Linked DNA regions of Mus musculus: region 2 is linked to region 1. A link is a contact called in public HiChIP or PLAC-seq data. All regions are on one chromosome and are shown on one strand. Each heading gives the region's core, a stretch centred on a gene start, on an enhancer-like site or on the middle of the called end of the contact. The rest is flanking DNA. Distances are from core to core; before and after follow the strand shown. Region 1 has its middle 5.7 kb from the start of Epop. Region 2 overlaps Plxdc1 (plexin domain containing 1).

What was found. HiChIP or PLAC-seq counts read pairs in DNA pulled down with a chosen protein or histone mark.
Region 2: a contact with region 1 is called in an H3K27ac HiChIP or PLAC-seq map of embryonic stem cells, with 5 read pairs. The contact joins two enhancer-like sites. A contact is called at or near these places in 1 of 115 datasets of contacts at active chromatin or transcription factors (embryonic stem cells) and 1 of 9 other capture datasets (pancreatic islet).

Annotation. Positions count from the first base shown.
Region 1 is chr11:97,633,053-97,637,756 of GRCm38.p6, reverse strand. No RefSeq gene overlaps it. Among named protein-coding and RNA genes, the nearest start is that of Epop, 5.7 kb to the right of the region's middle. Within about 2 kb of position 2,181, at least 5 of the 459 cell types and tissues checked have an H3K27ac peak or open chromatin away from gene starts, as enhancers often do. A contact at or near this core is called in embryonic stem cells, where this site is marked.
Region 2 is chr11:97,956,346-97,961,049 of GRCm38.p6, reverse strand. It overlaps Plxdc1 (plexin domain containing 1), which reads left to right. Exons shown (of 14, transcript NM_028199.3): 3 at 4,484-4,627. Among named protein-coding and RNA genes, the nearest start is that of Plxdc1, 28 kb to the left of the region's middle. Within about 2 kb of position 2,224, at least 62 of the 459 cell types and tissues checked have an H3K27ac peak or open chromatin away from gene starts, as enhancers often do. A contact at or near this core is called in embryonic stem cells, where this site is marked.

The DNA.
Region 1 (4,704 bases), core at 932-3,431:
CACAAGGTACACAGGCATACATGCAGGCAAAACACTCAAACACGTGAGAAAGAGGAGAGAAAGAAAGAAAGTAAGGAGACATTAACCACTTATTAAAGTCAACAAAATTTAAATTAGGAGGTAATTAGAAATTTGTTTTTTGCTTGTTTAATTTACTTAAAAAAAAAAAAAAAAGATGTAGCTGGGCATGCGCCTTTAATCCCAGCACTTGGGAGGCAGAGGCAGGCGGATTTCTGAGTTCGAGGCCAGCCTGGTCTACAAAGTGAGCTCCAGGACAGCCAGAGCTATAAAGAGAAACCCTGTCTCAGAAAAACAAACAAACAAAAACAAACAAAAAAAGATGTATTTATTTTATGTATGTGAGTACACTGTCGCTGTCTTCAGACACACCAGAACAGGGCATTGGATCCCTATTACAGATGGTTGTGAGCCACCATGTGGCTGCTGGGAATTGAACTCAGGACCCTTGGAAGAGCAGTAGGTGCTCTTAACAGCTGAGCCACCTCTCCAGCACCTGCTTGTTTTATTTTTTGAGACAGGGTTTCAGCACCACTCAGCTTGGAATGATTAGAAATTTGTACATGGGCCTTTTTTTTTCTTTTGTGTGTTTGTTTGGTTTGGTTTTCAAAACAGGGTTTCTCTGTGTAGTCCTAGCTATTCTAGACCTCACTCTGTAGCATCTGCCTCTGCCTCCTGAGTGCTGGGATTAATATCATGCACCATCACAGCATGTATGTGCGTGCGTGTGTGCGTGTGTGTGTGTGTGTGTGTGTGTGTGTGTGTGTGTGTGTGCATGTGTGTGCACACGTGTGTGTCTAAAACAAGGTAGCCCTGGCTGTTCTTGAACTCCTGTTGACCTGACTGACTCAACCTCCCAAGTACTGAGATCACAGACATGAGCTTGCACTATTTGATATTAAAGGGTGACTGTGGACTAGAGAGATTGCTCACTGACTGCTCTTCCAGAGGTCCTGAGTTCAATTCCCAGCAACCTCATGGTAGCTCACAACCATCTATAATGGGATCTGATGCCCTCTTTTGGTGTGTCTGAAGACAGCTACAATGTACTCATATAAATAAGATAACGTTTTATTTAAAAAAAAAGGATGTCTGCAAATTCTTTTAAGCTTTATAATATTTGTGTGTGTGTGCACTGATGGAGATCGAACCCTGAGCCTTGTACACACTGCGAGAGTACTCTGCCAACTGAGCTATACATCCAAAGTCTCACCAAGTTGCCCAGACTAGTCTTGAACACAACACCCTCCTGCCTCTGCCTCCCACATTCAAGGAGTACAGTTGTGGGCCAGCATGCCCAGACCTTATGGTAACAAGTGTGGATTAGGCTGCCTGGGTTTGAACCTTGGCTCTGCCGCATGCCAGCAAGACAAGGCGAATAAATACAGGTAAAATAACAAAACAAATGAACACACACACACATACATGGACATGTACACATGTACACACACATACTTTTGCACGACACACACACATACACACACACACACACACACACACATGGATGCTCACAAATAAGTAAGTATAAAGTCCAACATAGGCCTCGTGATGTGTGGGGCAGCAAGGAAGCGCTCTCTAGATCACACAGGGCTCAGGGGCACTAAATCCCCGGCACTAAAAAGATAAATAAACCTAACAGAAACGCCCCCATTTAATCATCTGGCAACTCCACTGTCAACTAGATGTGTAAGAGAAAGCAATGCTGTGCAGTCAGATGGGTTGTTCTTCCGTAGCTGAGGTTGGGATGGAATTCCCTACACAAAGCCGCTGGCTGGCGTCAGGTTGGTGGTCCTGGCTGTGTCTCCTGAGTGCTGAGATTATAGTCCTGAGCCACCACACCCAGCCTTTGTCTTTTGAGATAGGATTTCTGATAGCTCAGGGTGGCTTCAAACTCTTTGTGTAGTCAGGATGATAACCCTGACTACACAATGCATTCACTTCCAAAGGCTGGAATTAGAGAAAAGCACCACCACTCCCAGCCCGGTAATGACTTGTGTAGGTGGGGATAACCCCTCCCTCGCTATCTTTGTCCATCGGGGATAACCCCTCCCTCGCTATATTTGTCCGTCCATCCGTCCGCCCGGGGTGTGTGTATATTAGAGCATATGTATGCAGATGTGTGTGCAGCCTTGTGAAGGCAGGAGGTCACTGGTACCTTCCTCTGCAGATACCCACCATATTTGCATACTTTTTGAACCAGAATCTTTCATTGACCCTGGAGTTCACTGAATGGCACCAGCTGGTTGAATAACACCAGGGATCCTCTGGTCTCTGCTTCGCAGCACTAGGGTTATAGGCTCTTGCTACCTCCCTCACCGTTTTACATGGGTGTTGGGAATCCAAACTCAGGTCTCCCGGTTCCACAGGAAGTACTTTACACACGGAACCACCTCTCCCTAGACCCTTAAAATATTTTTAAATCCTAGACCAGGAGTTCAAAGTTCAAGGCCAGTCTCCTTCATAGTGATTCTGAAGTTATAGAGACCCTGCTTCAACAAAACAGTGTGTGTGTGTGTGTGTCTGTCTGTCTGTCTGTCTGCCTTGCAGTGCTAGGAATGAAACCCAGGCCGTTGGACATGCTAAATAAAATGTTCTACCACTGAGGTACACAGACAGAAACTTAAATTCGAGTGTTCATGATCGTATTATTTATAACCAAGAAGTAAAAAACAACCCAAATGTGACTGGGTAAGCCAAGCAGGGTCTACCCATTCATACACTGAGATGTCACCCAGTAGCAAAAAGGAATAAACTACCAGTCCATGAGTGATCACTTGTGTACGGAAAAGCCTCAAAACCATTATACTTTTATGAAAGAAGCCAGGACAAAAGACCACACAGTTCCATTCCTAAGATGTGTCCAGAGATGGGAGCTCTATTCAGCCATTAAGTAGACTGGTCCCCTGGGCTTGGGGATGGGAGTTACTGCAAATGGGAATACGAATTCTCATAAGTGATATTTTACTTTTTTTTTTTTTTGAGACAGGGTTTCTCTGTATAGCCCTGGCTGTCCTGGAACTCACTTTGTAGACCAGGCTGGCCTCGAACTCAGAAATCCGCCTGCCTCTGCCTCCCAAGTGCTGGGATTAAAGGCATGCGCACCACCGCCCGGTAAGTGATATCTTACTAATAAAATTGGATTTTGGGGGTTGGAGAGATGGCTCAGTGGTTAAGAGCACTGACTGCTTTTCCAAAGGTCCTCAGTTCAAATCCCAGCAACCACATGGTGGCTCACAACCATCTGTAATGAGATCTGATGCCTTCCTCTGGAGTGTCTGAAGACAGCTACAGTGTACTTACATATAATAAATAAATATTTTTTAAAAATGGATTTTGATCCCAAGAGAAAATATCATGTAGCCCAGGTTGACTCTGAATTGACTATGTATGTAGCTGAGGATGGCCTGTACCTCCTGAGTCTCTGGCCTCCATCCCTGAGAGCTGAGGTTACAGGTGTGGCCCACCATGGCTGTTTTTATCCTCCTCCTCCTCCTCCTCCTCCCCATCATCAATGTTGCAGGAAGATGGAAGATAATTTGCACTAGTCATCTTTCTCCTTTTAACATGTGGGATCTAGGGACTGACCTGAGGCTCGGTGGTGTCTTTTTCTGATGAGCCATCGCTCTGGCTTGCTTTACATAGTACTGAGAATCAAACCCAGGGCCTCTTGCTAGGCAAGCAGTTCCTCAGCCTAGGATTAGATCACGAAGATGTGAGTTTACTTTTGTTTAATTAAGCCCTCATGATGGTACAGGGCTTGCTCCCTCCCTCCCTCCCTCCCTCCCTTTCTTCTTTCTTTCTTTCTTTCTTTCTTTCTTTCTTTTTTTCTTCCTTTCTTCCTTTCTTTGTATTTGAGGCAGAGTTTCTCTGTGTAGCCCTGGCTGTTCTGGAACTTACTCTGTAGACCAGGTTGTCCTCAAACTCAGATCTCTCTGTCTACCTCAGCCTCCAGAGTGCTGGGGGGAAATGTTTAAGTAGCCATTGGGTTCAGTATGGATTTATGTATCAGGAAAGCTCGTATCTAAGGTCTGGGGCGATGGCGGAATCAGCACTAGGACTGAGCATGACCTCCGGAGTCCATGTAAGTCACCTTGGATACCAACTCTACAGAACTGTCCCCTGCCTTCAACATATGCAGCATGGCACCTGTTCCCATGCATACAAAAACAATAGTAAGTAAGAATAAAGAGTAAATATTTTAAAAGCCCCAGTGTGGTGGCCTGGTTTCGTAATTCCTTGGATGGGGGTAGGGGGGTCGGGGGGTTCGGGGGTGAGGGTAGAGTCAGGTTGACTCCTGGGACCCACTGACTGACCAGCCATCCCCTCCTGATCCTCAAGCCTCAGGGCCCGAAGAAACACCCTATCTCAAAACCAAGGTGTAACATATAACTACATAAAAATAAGCAAAATTGGGGGCTGGTGAGATGGCTCAGCAGGTAAGAGCACCCGACTGCTCTTCCAAAGGTCCTGAGTTCAAATCCCAGCAACCACATGGTGGCTAACAACCATCCATAATGAGATCTGACTCCCTCTTCTGGAGTGTCTGAAGACAGCTACAGTGTACTTACATATAATAAATACATAAATTTAAAAAAAATAAGCAGAATTTTCACTGGGCAGTGGTGACACACGCCTTTGATCCCAGCACTTGGAAGGCAGAGGCAGGCAGATTTCTGAGTTCTAGGC
Region 2 (4,704 bases), core at 975-3,474, 320 kb before region 1:
TCCCATGGTGGACAAGACTCAGAGCAATGAGCCATCCAGACACATTCCCAGAGTCCCCACTCTTTCTAAAGGAGGTAACAAGAGATGTGTTTGTGTGTCAGAGTATGGCAGTTTTCCTCCCAGGTTTGGGGACGCTCTTGCCTTGTGAGTCCTGAAAAGCAGGCTGACAGAGTCTGACTCTTCTCTCAGTTACCGTGTGTCATCACCCTCAACACGGCTGCCCAAGTCCCCGAAACCCTGTTTTCTCCTGCTGTCACACCTGCATGTTAACACGATCCATGTCGAGAGCCAATGATAGAAGCTGCAAAACAGACAGAGCTTGTGCAGGCCTTGAACTGAGTCCTGGGTCCTGCTCAGCCAGCCCTGCTCTGGGCCAGAGCTCCCTAAGGAATGCAACCCCTGACCTGAAGGAACTCATATCCTATGGGTATAAGAGTCCTTTAAAAAGGCCGGAGAGGTGGCTCAGAGGTTAAGGACACTCCTGCTCCTCTGCAGGTCCCATGTTCAATTCCCAGCACCCACATCATGGCTCACAATCGTCTATAACTCCAGTTCCAGGAGATCTGCTAACCTCTCCTGGCCTCTTTTGGCACTGTGCACACACCTGGTACCCAGACATATATGCAAGCAAAACACTCACACACGTGAAGGAAGTAAACCTTATGTTGTTGGTTGTAAGCCTATCCTCTAACAGCTGAGCCATCTCATCTTCAGCCCAGAAGTACGTACATCTTAATGAAAGAAAACTTGAAGAAGCCAGATCAGATAGCTCAGAGTGTGGGCTAGCCTCTTAAGGGATTGAGCACTTACTGAGCAGCCAATTACTCCACTCTCGCCCCAGACAGGGTCTCATGTAGCCCAGGCTAGCCTCAAACTCACTGTAGTTGAGGATGGCTGTAGTTCTGGGACTTCAGGGATTTGTACCAGGCCTTTTTGGATCATGGAAAAAAAAATTTTAGGGACCGAAGACACCAAGGCCCTGAGGCAGACAAGTGTTGATGATTTCCAGAACAGAGAGACACCCAGTAAAGAGGGAGAAAAAGGGGGGTGCAGGAGTGGGGGTGGGCACAGGATCAGACCACTGCCATCTAAAGTTTGTTTAGGTGACAGGCGTCAGAGACTTAAGAGCCATCCTTCCAACGTGTCATCAAAAACCTAGGCCCCACCCAGCTCTGTACCCTTCCATCCTTAGGATGTGGTACCTGCCCTTAAACTTACAATGTGGTTTTTGGAGCTCCAGCTATCAGGTCTGCATGCCAGACTGGAGGAGGAGGAAGAAGAGGAGGAGGAGGAGGAGGAAGAGGAGGAGGAGGAGGAGGAAGAGGAGGAGGAGGAGGAGGAAGAGGAGGAGGAGGAAGAGGAGGAGGAGGAGGAGGAGGAGGAGGAGGAAAAAGCTAACAGGGACAAGCAGTTAAATTGGATTTCTTCCCAAAGACCCCATTAAAATCTCCATAGCCAGTTGTTTGTTTTCTGTTGTGCTGTTGTATGCTGGACATATTGCTTACTCTGATGCTCCGTTAGTGACAAGGAATCTGGAATGCACGTTGTCTAGGCAACGCCAGGCTCTGGCCCACAGGGCCTAGCACACTGTGGTAAGAGGTCCAACATTCATTCTCTCTAACTGAGCGCCAGGGTGTCCTAAGCAGGGGAGTGACAGGGAGGGAGGCAAACAACTCCAGGCTGCCCCCACGGAACCACAGCAGCTTACAGCTGAGGGTACCTGAATTCATTTTCTGCTGTAAGACATTTATTCTCTCCCGGGCCTAGAGTCTGAAGCCACTCTCCTTCTGGAGGCCCTGGGAAGAGCCACTCCTGCCAGCCTCTTAGCTCCTGGCGACTCCTGGGCATCCCTGGCCCTCCTTGGCCTAAGGACATCAGTCCAGTCTCTGCCTCTGCGATCACATGACTTCCTGGGTCTCATTTCCTCTGTCTGGCTCTTGCCCTCCAGAGATAAAGATAGCATCTGGGCTGTGGTGGTGATGCCTTTATTCGAAGCAGGCAAGTGGATCTCTGAGTTTGAGGTTAGCCTGGTCTACTGAGTGAGTTTCAGGATAGCCAGGGTCACACAGAGAGACCATGTCGTCAACAACAACAACAACAGAGACAGCAGCCATTGAATCAAACTTCTCTAATCCAGGGTGACCTTGACTCTACTTACTTGAAGAGACTCTGTTTCTAGGAAGGTCACCTTTGTGGATGCTGGAGAATGGGATTGGACACACCTTTAGGGAGGCTGAGCTTAAAGCCACCGCAGCATGCCCAAGGAATGGAATGTCCTTCCCACTCCTCCCCTTCAGAGCCAGCCAGGCCTTCAGCCTGAGTTTTGATGAGGCAGGTTTATTTTCAAATTCGCAACCCATTCCTCACTGGTCTCTTAGTCATAAGAGGGCATATTGTGCCTCAAATGCAGTTTGTTGGAATTTCTTCTGTTGCTGGGCAACAAACCCTGCACCTTGCATGTGCTCTCACGCTGAGCTGGGTCCCAAGCTGGGCTTTCACTTGCTTTGTGTTTGCTTATTTATTTATTATTCCTTGTATTTTGAGGCAGAGGCTCAACAAGTTACCTGGGTTGTCCCAGACTCTATGTAGCTCTGGCTGGCCTTGAACTCGTGAGCCTCCTGTCTTAGCCTTCCAAGTCCCTGGGATTAGAAACACGTGCCACCTGACGCCCACACACTTGTTGAGCACTGATCAGGTGAGGGAGAACCTTGGTCCAAAGGTACAGAGGTGACTCCCTTGTTTCTGCATGTCAGGGGCTGACGTTGAAGCAGGAGCAGTCATCTAAGGCTGCATGGTTGCACATGCCTGAAATCCTAAGCACTTGAGAGGTAGAAGCAGGAGAATTGGGAGTTCAAGACCAGTCTTGGCTACGTAGCAAGTTCTAGGCCAACCTCAGCAAGTTCTAGGCCAACCTCAGCTACTCGATTGAGACCCTGTGTTAAAATCAACCTGTATAGTAGTGGCGCACGCCTTCAATCCCAGCCCTTGGGAGGCAGAGGCAGGATCTCTGTGAGTTTGAGGCCAGTCTGGTCTACAGAAGCTAGCCAGGGCTACACAGAGAAACCCTGTCTCAAAAGCAAACCAAAATGAAACCAACAAGTTGGGGTGAGGGGAGTGGGGGCTGATTTTCTTTTTTTTTTTCAAAATTTTAAGCTCTATTTTTTTAAAGATTTATTGTCTTTTTATTTATGTGTATGTGCACGTGGTGCCCACAGAGACCAGGTCCCTCAGAGCTGGCGTTTGCAGGTGACTGTGAACCCCGCAGTGTGGATGCTGGGAACTGAACCCTGGTCCTCTGACGGAGCAGTAAGCACTGTTAGTGTGGAGTGAACCGTCTCTCCAGCCAGAGCTGGCCTTTATTAAACTATTTTGTTTGAAATGGGAGTGTAGCCTGGCAAAAGCAGGTGGTTCCAGCAGAATCCCCCCATCCCATGTTTCTTTACTTACCCCCCCCACCCTTAGCCCACCCCAACCCTAGAGCTCCAAAATGTTCTCACAGGGAATTGCTTGTCACAGGGAGCCATGCTCTGCCTCTCTGCAGGCATACAGTGGCCAGGGCCCCACTTCCCAGCTTCCACTGGGCTCAGGCCAAGCACTGGCAGTTGGCTTGCTCAGCAGGAAGAACACGGTTTGCTCTGTTGTGTCTGCAGCCTGATTAATGATCCATGATGCCCGGGGCATCACCGTAGCCGAGGTAGCCTTGGGAGCCTTTGACCTCCCTGATGCTGCCTCCTGTGAGGTGCTTTTGGGACAGCTCCAGGCAGTGCTGAGACAGCCCAGCTCACTGGCTTTCCCTGGCCTGCTATAAGGGTTGGCCCCAGATGCTCCTCTGAGGGAGACTTTGGAAAGAAACCCAGCCTGCTGTGGTATCTGCATCAGCCACACAGGGAGATGTGAAATTATCCCCTGAGGAACTCCTCACTTCTCTCCTCCATCTGGTGACCACAGAGAACAGGCACTACTGTTTTCTGTTCTGCTCTTGCCTCTGTGCCTGGGTTCCATTGCCTGTGTCCTGCCTCCGCCATCAGACTAGCAACTCTGGCGACTACCTTCTCCATTAGACATCTAAGACCTAGTTGTTATAGCTGTTGTATTTTCTCTCTTTTCTTAGGCAGGTCAGAGATTATGTCCTCTGTGATCTAGGCATGGTCCTTGAAATGAAGGCTTTATCTGGGGCTTCTCCATCATGTCCCCAATACTGATCTTGCCCTTCATCATGCTCTGAAACATTTAGAGTTACAGGATAACTCTGGCTTGTCTGGACAGGACAGGGCTGAGTATACGTGGAGCAACGGCCAGACTTGTTGAGGAATGGCTTGGGAGAGACACCAAGGGTGTTGCAGGGACTTTCAGGCCTAAAGCATTCAGTCAGGTGCGCTGGGCCAGGAGGATATTGGGAAGTCTGAGTAGGGAGAAGCAGAGGATGGTGCCCAGCTTGCCTGGCTCCTCACGCCACCTCTAGGCTCTGTCTCTGTCCCCGCAGGAGGACAACCATAACTACTACGTGTCCCGTGTCTACGGCCCTGGTGAGAAACAAAGCCAGGATCTGTGGGTGGACCTGGCTGTGGCCAACCGGAGTCATGTGAAGATCCACAGGATCCTCTCCAGTTCTCACCGACAGGCTTCAGTGAGTGCCTAGGCCTAACAGGACTCGGGGCTAGGCCAGCAATGGCGGCCTGGGAGTACATGGGGCTATGGCCTGAG